Regions from separate parts of the Xenopus laevis genome. Here region 1 is linked to region 2. Evidence: chromatin contacts called from public Hi-C data. All regions are on one chromosome and are shown on one strand. The core of a region is the stretch at or near the end of the contact, and the rest is flanking DNA. Distances in the headings are between cores, read along the strand shown. Region 1 has its middle 9.7 kb from the start of krt12.6.S. Region 2 holds the start of krt34.S (keratin, type I cytoskeletal 14).

Region 1 (4,731 bases), core at 316-2,815, 140 kb before region 2:
GAGACCTTAAGGTTGAAGCCCCAAAATCACCCAGTATCAATGGGTCATGTTGAAGCATCAATGAGGGGTGCATACAGGGTGCTTTTTCCCATTCTTAGTTCTCTCCTACTGGCCAGTCCTGGAGCATGTGACTATCACACCTTCTCTGTCTTTGACATTAATTCTGGGGTCTTAAAAGTATTTCAAGGTCTTTACATGATTATATGTAATTTAACTTTGATTTGAAAAGTAGGGTGATTTCCTTAACATTATTACTACAGTCACAGGCTAGGCTCAATAAGATTCCTGTAGAAAGCCCTGGCGTTCACCCAGATCCCAACAGAACCTTTAACGCTAATCACTCTTGTCGGATTTCTTGTTCAGTCCCGCACCACAATAACGGAGAAAATACCAAACTCACATACACAATGGTGTGAGATTGGGAGCTGTAGTTTAACATCTGAAGATCTATGGGGGCATTAAATTATGCACACCTCTGAGATTGCAAAATCATGTTGCTTGCTCTTTTATTATAGCAATTAAATCATATAATGTTTTAAAAAATCGAAATACCTTAAAGACATAATTGCAACCCTGTACTGATGCCATCTGTGCCAACCATGAACTTGGATGTCATTGAAGGAGAATTTTATGGCGTAACCACTACAGTGGCACTGGGGCCAAGAATGCTGGCAAAGCATCTGGATCAGAAATAGAAATCAGGGGGCACTGCTGAAGTTTCTGGATATTATTATAACTATAGAACATGTACCCATGCAACTCTACAGTTACTGAACTCCAGTATAACTTTGAGAAGCTGACCCTACAGTGTTGTCTACGGAGTCTGAGGGTAGGAGTACTCTTGTGTTTTCTCAAGAATTTTTATAGAAGGGAGATTTTTCAATGTCTTGCCCTTGAGATCTAGAAGATCTGGTTCTACCACCTTGGTCCTCTGTGTCTTATATCTGATAGGACGGTAGAGCTTGGTGGCACTTTGGCCAGAGAGTGGTGGCAAGGGCATTTCATGCCAAGTTTAACCATGGATCACAACAAGAGTTTAGTCTGTTGGGTGGTATCATGTAATGCACTCACAGCACAATATTGGCAGGTTGCTTCACTCATTGGGCTGCAGAGTTTGTGCCACTAACATTCTTTCTTCATACAATAAACCTGTTACCAGTTAAATAATTTTTAAACAAAGTCACCTCAAGCCAGAAGATCAAAAGACTTATGTTGCAAAAGAAATAGAATGGCATGCAAATGTAATATTGCCACCAAGCATATTTGAAATGACTTGCTCTAGATATTTCTACAGAAAATATATGACTAACCCTAACCCTTCTTGGGACCGATCATTGTTAAGAAACACATCAAATCCTTAATGTTTTCTAATATACCATGTGTTTTCAAGGTGCAATCAAGAAACAGGTGCAAAGGTTGCCTGCTTTTAGCCCTGTTTTTTCCATGCACATATAGGCACAACTCTTTGCACTGCTGTCAGTGGCATCCCTTGGCACCCCACTACCATGCTCATCATTCAGGATCTAAAGCAGAGGTGCCAGATGATTGTACTTAAATAGTTTATCCCTAATACAGGGCTCCCTTGTCCTTGTGCAACGATTGCCTTCCACCTTATACTGGTTTTCAAATCACAAAAGAAAGATCCCAGCTTTAATTAGGATGATCGGGGTGGCAAGTGAAGGAAAATAAATGCTATCCAACCATGTGCAAAGGTGTCCTACTAACTGTCACTGACCTGTATTTATGAAAATCTTACCATGGCCAGACAGTAATTGATCTACTTAGTGGTGATCTGACCAGGTATTAGTGAAAATTAAGATATCTCAATGTTTACCCTGTGACCAACAATCAGATCTAGGTGGTCTGAGCAGAACCACAAACTGCCCCAAAAGTTCCTCGTTCAATGTGATTTTTCTCCCCTTCCAAGCCCCTTAAGATATCAGTTTAGTGGTGTTAGTCCAATAGTCCAATAGTCAAGAAAGTCAGCCTCCAGTATTGGTTGTGGACACCTTAACATGATCCATATTAGAATTATGACAGTTGCGGAACACTGGGACATACAACTGTGCTGTTTATATAACAACAACTTGCATTTACATTCAATTGCAAATGAATGTGTAGAAGTTATTAGGTGGTTCTGCTCTTTGATGACACATTTTGTGGTTGTAGTAAAAATGTCATATATTCTCAGGTTACATCACTACAATAACCGCTTGTCGCTGTGGGGCATTTGCTTGAAGCTGCTTGTTAAAGGGAAAAGTACTTAAATAAGGGAAGGGTCAGGTGTAGCCCAGCCAGTTAAGCCTGTTCTCCGTACAATATGAAGTCTGTAGGGTGAGACAATACTGGGTGTGTTTACTAAAAGAAAAAACACTTCTAATCGCTGGTTTCTCATTGACTAAAATTTCTAAATTCCAAGTGTATTTGCCACAACAAATATGTGTTTTTCTGTAAAAAAAAAAAGGATATATATCATCTTCTGAACTTGTGTAGCTACAGGCTTGTGATTTCTTGCAGGAAGACTCAGGTTGCTCTAGTAGGGTATTCAGGTGCAAGAACATTCCAAATTGCACCTTCACTCCACCTTGGGACCTCTATAGTTTTTCTTTTTGAGCAGTAATATGATAAATATAATGCAAAGTCAACTAGACTTGTCAACTCTTTGAAAGCCCATCAGATTGGTTGCATTCCATGATAGTTGAACCATCTGCAGAAACTGTGTACATTATTTTATTCACCTGAAGGTGAAAAGTTTGTGAAAAGAGCTGTTTCTTCCATACATACATACATAAACTTTTTTGTACCCTGCCCTGAGTTCATTCATCGTCAGGTGTTGAGGGTTTTTATTCATTTTTCTTCTACTTTCTACTGTAACTACTGTAGAGGAGTAACAGGAAAAGGGGTTATTTTCCCTTTCTTGTTTGAGAAATGAGGACTGGGGGTTCGCTCGTTTTAGGCTTCGAAAAGAAAATCCCATACCACGTTTGCATCAATTCTGTAGCAGTAAAGCTGGACTGGATCATGAACTCAAGTTGATTTGGGTTCGAAGAAATATAATGATATTCCAGCAGTGCTGGAACAACAATATCTAAATAGGTGTTTTCTTGGCAGGTAATGCCTTGGCAAGTGACCTATTAAAGATATATATAAAATTATGGGCAGCAATCTATAGCAACCAATCGGTGATTAGCTTTTTTCAGCCCGCTGCAGGTAAAACAATGAAGGAACATTTGATTGGCATGGGTACTGCCCATGTACAACCCTATCCAGATAAAATACGTCCAATGGAATCACAAGTACTGGCCATTTTTGATAGTTAAAAGAAATGTTAAAATAACAGTCCACAATTCTAATACCTAGAATTTTAGTTTGCATTCCTAAAGTGTAGGCATGGACACATATTTATCTATTGTGACAGATCAGAAGAATGTTTAAAATTCTTCCAGCTCCTAGAACAGGGCAATACATGGAATTTATAAAGGGTACTTTGCTGAAATGAATATGTGCTGGCCCAGCCCAGAAAACCAGGTTCAAACAACATGCACATTTACACCCTCGAAAGACAGCTTGAAAATAAGCTCTGATCTATTGACTTTGATGTATTGTTCCACCTTATCCCCAAAACCAATCATTACTATAGGACCAGAAATAACAATAATTAACACAGAAAATATTTAAATTTATTTCATTTATTTTAAACTTTATTAGAAGGTATGCCAAGTTTGTTGTAAATGGATAATGGATTGTTGCTGCAACTGGTCCAATTGCCCTCTTGGCTTCAGGAAGGAATTTCCCCCATCTGTGGGTTCAGATGAGAATTTCTTGCCTTCCTCTGGATCAGAATTGTTTTATGTTGCTTCTTAGTCCCCAACAGTTAAGAATAAAACTTGGGACATTTTGGATCAGACCCCCAGCCCACCCTCCCTGCCCTTTGGGGGTCTGCTTTTATGGACTATCCAGCAAAATTCAGTTCTGTTGGTAAGTGTGAAGGTTCTACATCTCTACCAGATATTCTGTAAAGTACTTGAATTCTGTCCATCTATACTGTAGCTCAGAGACTAAATGTTTGTCTTAAGTCTAGCAGGGGAATACCGAATATCTCCAATCTGATCTTGGGAAATAATTTAGATAGGATTCCTAGGAAAAGTGACTTCTTCTCTTCCTTGTCACACTTGGAGGTCTGAAGTTCTGCAATTTCTGCTTTTAGTTCTTTCACCTCCTGGTTTAGCATTTCCATCTCTCCCTGAATGTTCTTAACTTGGACTTTGACTTCCTCAAAATCCTCTTTAAATTTTGCTGCCATATCGACAACACTATTCATCAACTGAATAATTTCTCTAAATTCTTCCCCATGACCTGACTGTATAGCGGTCAGCTCATATTCCCGAATTACCTGGTGTTCCTTTTTATTCTCCTTTTTAAGGAAAAATATTATTGGCTTTTTGCCAAAGAAATAAAATGAACTGGCATTTAGCCAAAGAAAAAATGGACGCCATTAGCTTAAGCTACGTGACTTTTTGTGCAAATGAACATTGTAAAATTTCCTGATACTAAACAGTTCAGCAAAAAAAGGAAAGATAACAGACTGATGTTAATAAAGGTATATTTCCAATGGAGAGATTTGTAACATACTTTCTTTGTCTAAAAGTATATTGTTAACTCAATGGTTTTTTTTAGATTGCTCAGGAGGAAAGAATTTAGGAATATGTATGGCACAACCTGATTTGCTGA
Region 2 (5,000 bases), core at 2,188-4,687:
TGATTTATAGAAGCAGCCCCATATTCTTCTATTCCTTGAATTGAAGCTCCTAAGTTCAACTGTGGCTCACCAACATTTATTTTTATTCCTAGGATTTCTTGGTATTTGCATTTAGTGTTTATTTTTCCTCCTGATTACTGTGTTTTAGTGTGACCGGTATCTCCGCAAGTACATTCTTGCCGTATTAAATCTATGTTATGCTCCTCTTGTTTTGAAGGCATTCTTGGCACAGTAAAGTTCCTCTTGCTAACCACAAGCTCACGTGATACCACTTTCTGTAGTGTTGCAGCCAAGGGACAGAGAGCATAAAAAACAAGGCAACAGAACATCATTTCAATGCATTAGACAGGTTTATTAAGAGGCTTGATAGGTACAGTTTTCAGAAGTTCATATAAAGAAACCCAGAACAATCCCAAGATATGAGAGATCTGCGGTACAATGCAAAAAAGATGAGCAAAATCATTCAGCAAGTTTAGAAATGCTACAAAGCCAACATTGGGTTCGGTGCATGGTCTCAACACTTATTCATAGGCCGATTAAGCTTTACGACACCCTTCTTCCACCATGGTCACTGTCTTTGACCTGTTTTGGCCCATGTCTCTGGTTGAGCCTCGCCTGCAAGAAATTAATTTCATATTGTTAGAAACATGTTATACCCTGGGAACCTCAATGATCAAACAAAACAATCTTGGTGCCTTCACAATACAATTTATTGATAGAAGAAAGGCTTTCCTATTTTAAGAAAATAAGTAAGATCAAATTATAGAATCTAAAGAGATTCAGAGATCTTGACCCAAGACATGGATTATTGTCATTACAGCGCTTCAGTCTACCAAGAACTACAATTTACCTTGATGCAACAATGCTTTGACAGGGGTGAAGAATGCTTTCAATGGGCATCACAATAGTGACTGATACAAGTGCAACAAAGCACTGATTTATTTATGGCTACACTCTAATAGTTTGTGCTTATTATTGTAAATTTGTCAATCCAACAATCAGGCAAACCATATACATTGTCTACTTACTGTCTGTCTTCTCCTTCAAGCAGGCGCCTGTATGTTGCAATCTCCATTTCTAGGTGTGTCTTAACATCCATGAGCGCTTTATACTCAAAGCTTTGTCTTTCCAGGTCTGATCTAAGGTTTCCTAGTTGTGATTCGACATTATTAATCAGGCATTGAAGTTGGGAAAGTTGACCACCGTAGCGGGATTCAGTATCTGCAAAGGTGCCTTCCAGGGCCCCTCTCTAAAAATAAATATCATATTAAGAGGGCAATAATCATCAAGGCTAACTAGATAAGTTAAGAAATCAGAAGTAACATCTTGAGGTTATTTTAATGAACTGTGATAAGGTTTTGCATGGGATCCATGCAGCACTAGTTTATATGGAGATGGATCATGGATCAGAGAGGCAATGCGTGAAATCATATCAACTGAGGAGAAGGAATTCTAGTTACCATGATAGAAAAATGTCACCAGAGAACCCTATGCAGAATGTGGTGTATACAAACAATTGACTAAACTCAGTAAAAAGTGCTAAGCTTAATGACTGTACCATGCTATTTTGAGACTGCAGTTCAATCTCCAGGCCTTGAATTGTATTTCGCATTTGGATGCCTTCAGTCTGGACTGTCTGTAGTTGGTTGGCTCCACTGCTTATTTGCTGGTTCAACTCTTCACTCTAAAAAAAAACAAAAAAAGTTGTCTCCGTTTTTACCAATGCAAAAATGTATTTTAGAATGAATTCCTAAAAAATAGGAACATTTTAACATATGTAGTGTTAAATCACAACTTCCACAGTGCAACTGTCATCACCTTGTTCAAGAACCAGTTCTCAGCCTCCCTCCTGTTCCTCTCCACTATGGTTTCATATTGGTCTCTTATTTCGCCCAAAACTCGGTTTAGATCCACACCAGGAGCAGCATCCACTTCCACGTTTACCCTTGCTCCCAGCTGAGAGCGCAGGCTGCCCACTTCCTAAATGAATAGACACAATCATGGGATGAGGACATGAGGCTTTGAGATTTTTTTTTGTATTATCATTATCAAATATAAGTTCTTCTGCACAATGGCAGGATTGTTGTCTTGGACTACTGACCAGTAGTCTCTCTCCCACTATTCTCCTTTACCTCAGCATGATTCTTCTTCAGGAAGGTCAACTCCTCGTTCAGATTCTGTCTCTGCATTTCTTGGTCACTGTTGGTCATGTTGAGCTCCTCCAGGACTCGGCGAAGGCCATTCATATCTCCCTCAACCCCCATGCGGAAAGAAGCTTCACTTTCAAATCTATGAGTAGGCAATAAATAAGCAACACTAAAAATATCAGATCTGGAAATGTGGGGTCCCTTTTTTTCGTAAATAAAATATTTGTTGTAATGGCCAAGATTTAGATTTATTAAAGGAGGAAAAGGTCTTAGGAATATGATTTGGCATCGTACAAAGTGTGGCTTTTGGCAATGGCTTCTACTGCCTGCAATTTCCTATAGTCAAAGGGCATTCACTCATGGCTTTTTTTTTTTAAATTAAAGGCAACTCAAAAGTCAAAATGACTTACTTGTTCCTGAAATCATCAGAGGTCAGTCTGGCATTATCAATCTGCAGGATTAGGTTGGCATTTCCAGAACATGCATGGAGAATCTGCAATATGTAAAAACATGGGATTTTGGTTCGTACAGGTATAAACTTGGTTACCTGCTTCGAACCTGGAGCTTTTGAGATATGGGATCTTTCCATAATGTGGAGCACCATGCTTTAAGACTACTGAAAACCATTTCAACATTAAAAACATGGATTTATACTATTTCATCTAAGGGACCATTAGATAGAGCATTGGCTTTTTATTAATTATCAAAGCCAAATTAATCATAATGAAGAATGTTCATTTTAAATAGGAGAGTACGGGTAATGGCATTGCCATATTTCAAAGCTTTCTGGATAATGGACCCCAACGCATGTTGGGTCCTGCTACACATATGCTGACTTCCATACCATAAGCTCATGTTAGGAAAAGTATAAGCTAAAAGTTTATGATAAAGTACCTTATTCTGAAGTTCTTCAATAGTCCTGTAATAGTTGTTGAAATCGGGGAAGGCGAATGGCACCTGTTTGTCATACCATTCTCTAATCTTCCTCTCAAACTGACCGTTTTCCTCCTCCAAAGAGCGGACTCTGCCTAGATAGTTTGCCAGTCGGTCATTCAGCAGTTGCATGGTTTCTTTCTCGCAGACATTCAGCATGCCTTCGTTTTTACCACCAATGCTTCCACCACCAATGCTTCCACCACCGATGCCACAATACCCTCCTAAGGAACTTCTTAGGCCTCCGTAGCCTCCTCCATGCATGCTGTGGGCTTTGTACGATCCACTTGAGTGTATATGGCTGACGCCAAAGCAGCCGGACCCAGATGAAAATCTATGACTTTGCTTGACACTCATGATGACTGGAAACCTCTAGTTAGATGTGTCCACTGAATTCCTCTTGTAACTCATCAGCTCGCGTTGTGCCTTTTTATATCACCGCTCTGGGCGTTGACAGTCGTCAGTCTTGTCTGGTACGAAAACCTGTAAAATAAAGTTTTTGTATTAAAAGCCATAAAGCACTACCTATAAAATGTACCATTTTGGGTTTTCCAAGTACACTATTTTATTTCTTTCATAAAAGCTGATGCAGCCTCCCAAGAAATGACATTTTACAGTATATTATTCTTTTGGAATCTGCTCACTAAGGAAATATTTAACCTGATCCTGAATATAATTATACAGGGTTGTTACCCATTTAATATTTCTTTTTTTTTTTTGCTGGTTCTGACAAAAAATATCATAAAATCTTTTATGTGACCCTGCAAAGTTTATTTTATTGTTTGGAGGTTTCAACTCCCAAAAGCTTGTCTGTAGTTAAAATGATGCATGCTGTAATTAGTGGGGTTTGTTTTAACCATGACTGATAGCATAGGTAATAGAAAAAGCAGTTGTGTCACTTCCCCTCAAAATTGTACATTTCTATATTGTTTGTGTAAATGTCCAGGGCCTGACTTAGTAATTTTGGTTAGAACAATGTTGAATTGATCACTGTGGTTGAATTGGACTGTGGTCCACAAAGAGACCCTCCGATACTCATGGAGGCCTGTCCAATCTTGCCTCTATTCCATTACACTTAGGGGCAAATTCATCAAGGGTCGAATTTCGAGGGGTTAAATCCCTCGAAATTCGACTGGAGAATAGAATCGAATAGAATCAAATAGGCAATTCGGGCGAATTTACGCGCTGGCGAATAGTCGAATTGGCGAATATTCACCAGGTGAATAGGCGCTCGAAGGATTTACATTCGATCGAATGCCTTTTTATTCGATCAAAAACTTGGAAAACAAGTCTATGGGACTTTCCCATAGGCTTTTAAAGCAATTCGGTGGGTTTTAGGTGGCGAAGTAGGCAGTCGAAGTATTTTTAAAAGAGACAGTACTTCGACTATCGAATGGGCGAATAGTCGCAACGTTTTTGCGCTCCATCTAGTACTTCGACTATCGAATGGCGAATAGTCGCAGCGTTTCGATCTATTCGAAAAATTCTACTCAGGCGAATTTAGGCCAATTCAATAGTCGAGAAGCACAAAAAACGACTCGAAATTCGAAGTTTTTTTACTTCGAATCCTTCACTCGAGCTTGTGAATTGGCCCCTTACAGTTACTCAAATTTTCGAAAATAATGTAAAATAATGTCATTGTTGAACAAGCACAGGCTGCAGGCATGGGACATCCCAAGTCTTACTCCTTTAAAGAGACTACGGCGTGCCATAGGGTGGACAGTAGCATTTTTATTAAGAGAAAAAGAGGGATTATAACTCTATATATACATGGCAGGTGGGTTTATATTGGGGGAAGGGCTATTTCATTATTCTTTATTATCCTGGTGAAGGCAGAAGGGAAAGCAACTGCCAGCTGAGCAGGAGCATGTGATCACCATTGGATCCTTGTTAATAATGTATACAACAGGGACAATTATG

Evidence for each region. A called contact is a pair of places that touch in the nucleus more often than the background predicts.
Region 1: a contact with region 2 is called in a Hi-C map of the XL177 cell line, with 2.5 times the contacts expected there. The contact joins the enhancer-like site here to the promoter of krt34.S in region 2. A contact is called at or near these places in 2 of 4 Hi-C or Micro-C datasets (the XL177 cell line and the XTC cell line).

Annotation. Positions count from the first base shown.
Region 1 is chr9_10S:1,193,050-1,197,780 of Xenopus_laevis_v10.1, reverse strand. No RefSeq gene overlaps it. Among protein-coding and RNA genes, the nearest start is that of krt12.6.S, 9.7 kb to the right of the region's middle. Within about 2 kb of position 1,565, at least 1 of the 7 cell types and tissues checked has an H3K27ac peak or open chromatin away from gene starts, as enhancers often do.
Region 2 is chr9_10S:1,058,866-1,063,865 of Xenopus_laevis_v10.1, reverse strand. krt34.S (keratin, type I cytoskeletal 14) reads right to left here and starts at 3,437. Exons shown (of 8, transcript XM_018237680.2): 1 at 3,383-3,437; 2 at 3,042-3,352; 3 at 2,558-2,640; 4 at 2,133-2,289; 5 at 1,819-1,980; 6 at 1,559-1,684; 7 at 1,029-1,249; 8 at 370-615. The coding sequence starts at 3,437. The coding sequence ends at 537.